Linked DNA regions of Mus musculus: region 1 is linked to region 2. The links are chromatin contacts, called in public Hi-C maps. All regions are on one chromosome and are shown on one strand. The core of a region is the stretch at or near the end of the contact, and the rest is flanking DNA. Distances in the headings are between cores, read along the strand shown. Region 1 holds the start of Lrrk2 (leucine-rich repeat kinase 2). Region 2 overlaps Kif21a (kinesin family member 21A).

Region 1 (3,440 bases), core at 827-3,326, 680 kb before region 2:
GAAATGGATAAGGGGAATGAAAGAGGAAAGTTAGGGGGGAGACAGGGAAGAGAAAATTACAGTGTTTGGGGATATAGATCAGTAATCAAAGTAATTCCATTAGCAGATTTAAAGTCACAGATCTTGTCAGCACAGAGAAAGAAGGAGGAGAGACAGAGACAGAGCAAAGACAGACAGACACAAAAGGAAGAGATGAAAGGAGAAAGAGGTAAGCAATGGCTATATTCCAGATTCCCCTGGGCTCTCAGGTCTACCACTCCCTTCTGTGTTCAGTTGATTGAAAATCAGGGTCCAGTTTTTCCCAGTGGTACCAAGCAGGCGTGAGACTACCAAGTCTAGGTCTTGGCAGTGTAGGCAGCCAGAATTAGACACTTTTGAATATAAAGCAAGAAGGGTGATGTAGGTGGAGAACAGAAAGCACCTTCAAAATGATTCATATTCCGTGGGTAAAATTCAGACTCTTGGTGCTAAAAAGTACAGTATCTTTATCATACCTCCATCTTCCTCTTGATTTTTGTCTGATAACAACCTGAAAATGACTAGTCAGATAGGAAAGTTTCACAATTGGAAAAATAAAAATATTTACTGCAGATAAAAGTATGCTTTTCTAAAAGAAAATTAGAGCCAGGTATGGTGACATATACCTATAATTATAGCACTGGGGAGCCAGAGGCAGGAAAATGGCAAGTTCTAAGTAGTCTGGGTTATACTGTGAGAACTTGACAGGGTGGGAACAGAGGGAGAAAGAGGAGGAGGCAGGAGAGGAGGAGGAGGAGGAGGAGGAGAGAGAGAGAGAGAGAGAGAGAGAGAGAGAGAGAGAGAGAGAGAGAGAGAACTTGGAGACTAAGAAAAGTTTAGTCTCTAGAATGACTATGAAGGAGTATTCTATTCTTCCCGTGCCTCCAGAGTTCCCCGACAAATAACTCTCAGTATTTGGATGACAAAACTGATTTCAGTTCCCCAGATCGCAAACCTCTAAAGGAAGTTAGCACCTTCAGAAGTAATTCTGTCCTGACTGAAAGCCATTCTTACTTATCCGAGTCTGCTTTAAAATCACAGTTAATTACATAGCCTACTTCTGGACTTCCTGTGACACAGATCCAGACAGAAGTTCTACTTTTGTATCCACTTTGTATGATAACAGCCGCAAAGTAGAAATGTAAACACGGCAGGCGAGGGGGCATTCGGGAAACATCACTTTCTTTAGATACTGGGTGATATACACTGCAGGAAGAATCCTTGAAATGTGTCTTCTAATTTAAAAGTATAAAAGCAAACTGACCCTAGACTTGACTGTTTTATTACTGTTTTTTTAATTACCCTCCCTTGCTGGAAATATTCACTGCACTGCTCTACCAGAAACTCGCTGTATATTAAGGAGCATTCTTAGAATAGTTTGAAAGGTTAACGGACTCACCTTGCCAATAAGAGCCCTGTTTTCATTTTGCTGCTACCACCACCCAGATAATGTCAAAGGTGCTTCTCCTCTGCCAACATTTGACAAGATTTCCCCTCTTAAAGCAAATCTCAAGACCCCGGGACATAAGGCCTATCACAGAACAGTCTTCAGGAACAGATGGGAAGGCCCGCTTACCTGCTGTACACTGGCAACTCTCATGTAGGAGTCCAGGACAATCAACAGAGGCACGTGGAAATTTTTATCTTCAAATAACTTGGAGGCTGGAAAAGAAGGGGGCAAATGGGGGATGAAAACAAAGTCACAAACCACGGCATCCTGGCATCCTTTCAATCTTCCAGGGATCTCAGCTCCTTCCTCCCTGAAGGAAAGGAGTGGGGTGCCCAAGATTAAGACTCAAGTGCAGGATAAAGTTTGCAGAGGAGGGAGGGGCTGCAGGCATTACCGCGGTCCGAGTAGGTGAACACCAGCATGTCCTCCAGGAGCTGAAGCAACGTCTCGATCTGCTTGCCTTCCTGGACATTATTCAGCCTGACTATCAACTTCTTCAGAGCCTCCTCCTCCTCTTCCTCTTCGCAGCCCTGACAGGCGCCACTGGCCATGGTGCAGCCGGCGGGGACTGCGGCGAGCTGGGACGGCTCCTGCTCTCAGAGCTGCTCGGCCGCCTCCGCTGCAGGCCCAGCCCTCGGTCCCCAGCCGCGCCCAGACGGTGACGGCGACCGCCCCTGCCCAGTCTCAGCCCGGCCTGCCCAGCCGCATCGCGCCGCTGGGAACTCCGCCGGGGAAAAGCGAAAGCCGCCACCCCGCCACTAAGAATAGCAAAGGGGCGTTGGGAAAGGAGGACACCGCCCAGTTGGCCCCTTTCAGGAAAGCGGTTTCTTTTAAGAGTTCCCCCTATAGGGAGAGGAGTAATTTGCTCCCCAAAGAATGCAGCGTTTAACAATCAAAATCGGCCAGCTACATGGGCTTTAGGAGTTGTTTGCTTGTTGGTTATCCTGAGCTCTGGTTGTGGTTGCCAAAAGGCCTCTCTCTGTTTTGAGTTTGCAGGCAGGATCTGGGAGCTCTGATTCAGCTCTCAAGGATGGAACTCACAGCAGAGTCAGTGAAGCTAAGGTTGGAAGAAACAGTCTTTAAACGGCATTCTTGGTCTGAACTAGTTATTAGTACTGCTGCCCGGGCCTCTAAAGTTAAAAGGGGTATTCTGAAAGCCGGGGCAACTGCTAATTCCAGCACCTGGGAGGTGAAGACAAGAACCAAAGAAATCGGAGGCCATCCTTGCTTCATACAAGTTCAAGGCCAGCCTGGGCTATAAGAGCCTACCTAGAAAGAAGGAATGGGGGGAGGGGAGAAAGGGAAGGGAAAAGGAGAGGGAGGAAGAAGTAGAGGAAGAAGAGAGAGGGAGAGAGCAGGGGGAGAGGGGGAGGGGGAAGGAGAAGAGGTAAATGAAGAGTTGAAGCAGGAGAAGAAAGGGGAGGGGGCGGGGGAGAAGGGGACAGATCTGCAAGGCACAGTGCTAAAGCATCCCTGTGAAGAAGATGTTGCATCCCAAGAAGAAAGCAAAAGAAAATGCTCACGTAGTAAGGTTTTTCAAGAAGAGAAGTCTCTGGTACAGTGCTGTAGTCAAGGCTTGGATGTTCTATGGTCTCAGATGACCCAACCTCAAGGTTATTTACCCCGAAGGAGAATTAGAGCAGTTAATTTATTTCCTGGCTTCTAGTTCGTTAACATTCTGATAACAATTCACAAACGGATGAGGAGTTCTTTCCTGTCTGAGGAAATGTCTTTGGGATGGGTAAGAGGTGGAGGGGTTTGAGAGGCGGGTTGAGAGCCAAGACACAACTGAAGGTCAGGCTGAAAGTTTGTCCACACTCTGCACTTTCAGCAGAACAAGAAAGCAAGTTTCCATCAGCTTGGGTACTCACTGAGTGCTTCTTGTTGCCAAGGGTTTTCACCTTTGCGTGGTAGTAAAGTGCTAATATTTGCAAGGCTAGAATAGTTAGGATTTGCTTCCAAGTAACCCACG
Region 2 (3,422 bases), core at 481-2,980:
CCCCAAACAGATGCTGTGAGTTCATTTTTCTTGTTTCTTAAACATTTTGCCTTTAGATCAGTACATCCTATGCACCTCTGGAGAGGCGTTTGATCCAGTTTTATTTGATTTTATTTGATTTTTTTTCTTCCTCTTAGTTTCCTTTTGTTGTTGTTGTTGTTATTTATTTAAAGGAAGCTGACCAATTGTGTAAGACTTTGGAAAACAAACAAAAATACTGAATATCTGTTTGTTATGACCAAGTGGAGGGGTCATCCTCTAGGCTCTTTGTGGTTAGGGCTGTTTTGTCTATTTTCCTTCATCAGCAGAGCCTTAGTTCAGTACAGCTGGAGATTGCTGTCCAAACTTTTTCTCTGATGTTTTCATTTATGCTTGCATGGCTATGCCACTGTTTCTCCAGCTGTGCAAGGGGGCAGATGTGGACAAGGTTACAGGGTGTTTGATGTCACATTAATGAGGAATCTTCGATTATCTTCCGCCATCCCAGGAGAACGCAACTGATAATAAGCTGATCTCCGAATCGTCGCCAATGAATGAGTTTGAGACGCTGACGGCGAAGTTTCACTTTGTTGATCTGGCGGGATCGGAAAGACTGAAGAGAACCGGAGCTACAGGCGAGAGAGCAAAAGAGGGCATTTCCATCAACTGCGGGCTTGTAAGACCACAAGAGACACGTGCCCTCTCTGCTGTCCCTCTCTGTTTAGCTTGGTTGGTTTGGTGATCATTAAGTAGTGCAGGCTCGCCTCACAATGATTCTCCTGCCTCAGACTTTGCCATCCTGGAGTTATAGACATACATTATCAGGGCCAGCTTCCTTTTCTCTACTGTATTCACAATATATCTCATGGAAATCCTCACTGTCTTGAAGGCTAAAGCAACAGTAATACATTGACCTTCTGACCACACTGTCTGTTATCCCACCCCCACGTCGCGGGCTTTCTTATGTCTTAGTTTGGCTCGCTCAACCTTTCTAGTATGTGCAAAAGCTGACAGATGGGAACAATGTTTTTAAACTTCTTTCCACACTTGAAAACATACATTCAAAGCAAGCCCTTAAAGTTAAGTATTTCCTTGGACAAGACACAAAGGTCACCTTGGTTGACATTTTGTGACACTGGTTTTATTGACTGTGTGGATCATTGGAAAGCTTTTTAACAGTTTATTTTTATTATGTCTTTGTATCTCAGAGTCTGATCTATTTTGTTGGAATTTTGTCCAGAGTCCAGAGATTTATCCATTTTTTTTTTTTTTTTACAAAATAGTTTGTATTAGGAATTAACTTTAATGCTCTGCCACCTAGTGGTATTTTGATAGGCAAACGCCTTGTGGTTGAGTTAGCAGAAGGTTTCATTATGTGCAAGAAAATATTTTAGAACACTCTTTTGCATGCCTTTCCTTCTTGCTCTCCTCATTATAGTATTAGACATCTGTTCCCGTGTAAGGAACAGCACTGCTAAATTCCTGTAATGGTGACACCTGGTCATATGCTTCTACTTGGACCCTTCTTGTCCTGCAGTGGGACCTCCAAACTTTAGGGGTTTTGTTTGTTTGTTTTTAACCAGTGCCCATTGATCCCAGTATGATTACATTTCTGTTAGGAACTGTCCAGTGAAGCTTATTAGAGAGACCCTAATCTCCCAATATCAAGGCCCTCATGGACAGGCTCCCTCGTAGTCAGGCCTGAGCCCTACACTTTGAATGTTGTCTCGGATGGATTAGGACACGTGTCCCGAAAGGGACAAAATCCATTGCTCAATTTCCCGTCGAGGCTGTTGAACTTTGGTGTGGCCAGTACTGAATTCCGTAGATTCTGGAAAAAGAGGCCGAGATACAGTATGACTCATGCCACTTGCTGGATGGTGACTTGGCCCTGACAGTCCGTGTTTCTGGTTGTCTCGTGACTGAAAGCTGATATGATTAGTGTGGGGAATGCGTTCCTCGTGGAGTCCAGCCCGTTCACGGCAGGAAAGTATAGCTATAGAGATATTAATGATTTACCTTTTATAACGTTGGATATTGAACACATATCATGTCATATATATATATATATATATATATATATATATATATATATATATATTTCTAAAGTATTACTTGTGTAGTGAATCCTTGCTCAGGGAAATGACACTAATATTTTCCTTGTGGCTATGAGAAGTATTAGCCACATAGACCATTTGTATTATAGCAGGAAACTTTCAAGGAGCTGGGGACTTGCTAAACGTTTGATTTAAATTGAGAAAAACTCATAATACGAATGAGTAGTTCCCTGAAGATGTAACCTGAGCTCCAGGCATGGTCAGACTTAGTCAGTCTTTAAACATTTCTGTTTTAAGGGAAAATCTCTGGACTCTAAGGGCTATGAGTAACACATGTGTTACTGAGCTTACTTGTATTTGGAAATACAAATGTGAATTAAATCCAAACACGGGGTTCTTAATTTTTATCTTGTTTCCTACAGGCTGTCCTTATTAGTTAAAAGCGCTCTAGTTAATAAGCATATGATTTTCCCCTCTCTCCTTTTCTCTGTCAGTTGGCTCTTGGGAATGTAATCAGCGCCTTGGGGGACAAGAGCAAGAGAGCCACCCATGTCCCTTACAGAGACTCTAAGCTGACAAGACTCTTGCAGGATTCCCTTGGGGGTAACAGGTATGTGTTCATCCGTGTTCTAGGTTTAGATTGCATACAATTTTTAAGGTGTTATCTGTAAGATGATTTATAAGAACTGCTTTTATTTTAAAGCAAATGAATAGGGCAAAAAAGTGACAGATACCTAAAATGTGTAAATCATTTTATACATAATAATTCTGGTAGTACTTATAATATTCTTTGGGTAGTGCTGATATTACTATTTTATTGACGAGTTAAAGTTGGGAAAGTTTGGTGATTTATTGAACACCGTATAAGTTTTAAAGGAAATCAGCAATACATGCTTGTTCTACAGTAGTGTAGCTTCTCATTTGCATACAGGAGAGGCCACAAGAATTTTGTTGGTAATAAATGAAACCTTCTAAATTACCACAAAGTCGTTTAAATATTATTGACAGTTTCTCACAAAGTCTAAGGTCGGAACTTGTTTTGTTATGCTGGAAAAGTTGTCAGAAAATGTCAGTTGGATAAAATGCAGGGCGTTTGCTGACGAGCTGTTGGATTCTGTGCTCTCTTACCCTCTAACCCTTTGCACTGGAGGACTTCATGGCTAAACATTTCCTTCTGCTACACAGTCCCTTCTTTCTCCTCCATTGACTGTGTAAATGGAAACTTTTGGGTTTTTGGCATTTGAATTCATTCATAGCCTATTTCAACAAGTTAAACACGCTCCGCACATTTCCTTGATTATGCTTTTAGTGGTCTAAAAGTCATGTTTATTGAGTAGAGGCCACACAATGAACAATCTGGGAATTACGTCTCTTTTTGGACTGCAA

The links. A called contact is a pair of places that touch in the nucleus more often than the background predicts.
Region 1: a contact with region 2 is called in a Hi-C map of embryonic fibroblasts, with 4 times the contacts expected there. The contact joins the promoter of Lrrk2 here to the enhancer-like site in region 2. A contact is called at or near these places in 4 of 39 promoter capture datasets (the 3T3-L1 cell line, 3T3-L1-derived adipocytes, frontonasal cranial neural crest and 1 more), 1 of 484 Hi-C or Micro-C datasets (embryonic fibroblasts) and 1 of 9 other capture datasets (embryonic stem cells).

The regions. Positions count from the first base shown.
Region 1 is chr15:91,671,860-91,675,299 of GRCm38.p6, reverse strand. Lrrk2 (leucine-rich repeat kinase 2) reads right to left here and starts at 2,076. Exons shown (of 51, transcript NM_025730.3): 1 at 1,863-2,076; 2 at 1,595-1,680. The coding sequence starts at 2,019.
Region 2 is chr15:90,990,934-90,994,355 of GRCm38.p6, reverse strand. It overlaps Kif21a (kinesin family member 21A), which reads left to right. Exons shown (of 37, transcript NM_001109040.2): 5 at 1-15; 6 at 488-655; 7 at 2,531-2,646. Among named protein-coding and RNA genes, the nearest start is that of Gm52216, 36 kb to the left of the region's middle. Within about 2 kb of position 1,730, at least 60 of the 459 cell types and tissues checked have an H3K27ac peak or open chromatin away from gene starts, as enhancers often do. A contact at or near this core is called in embryonic fibroblasts, where this site is marked.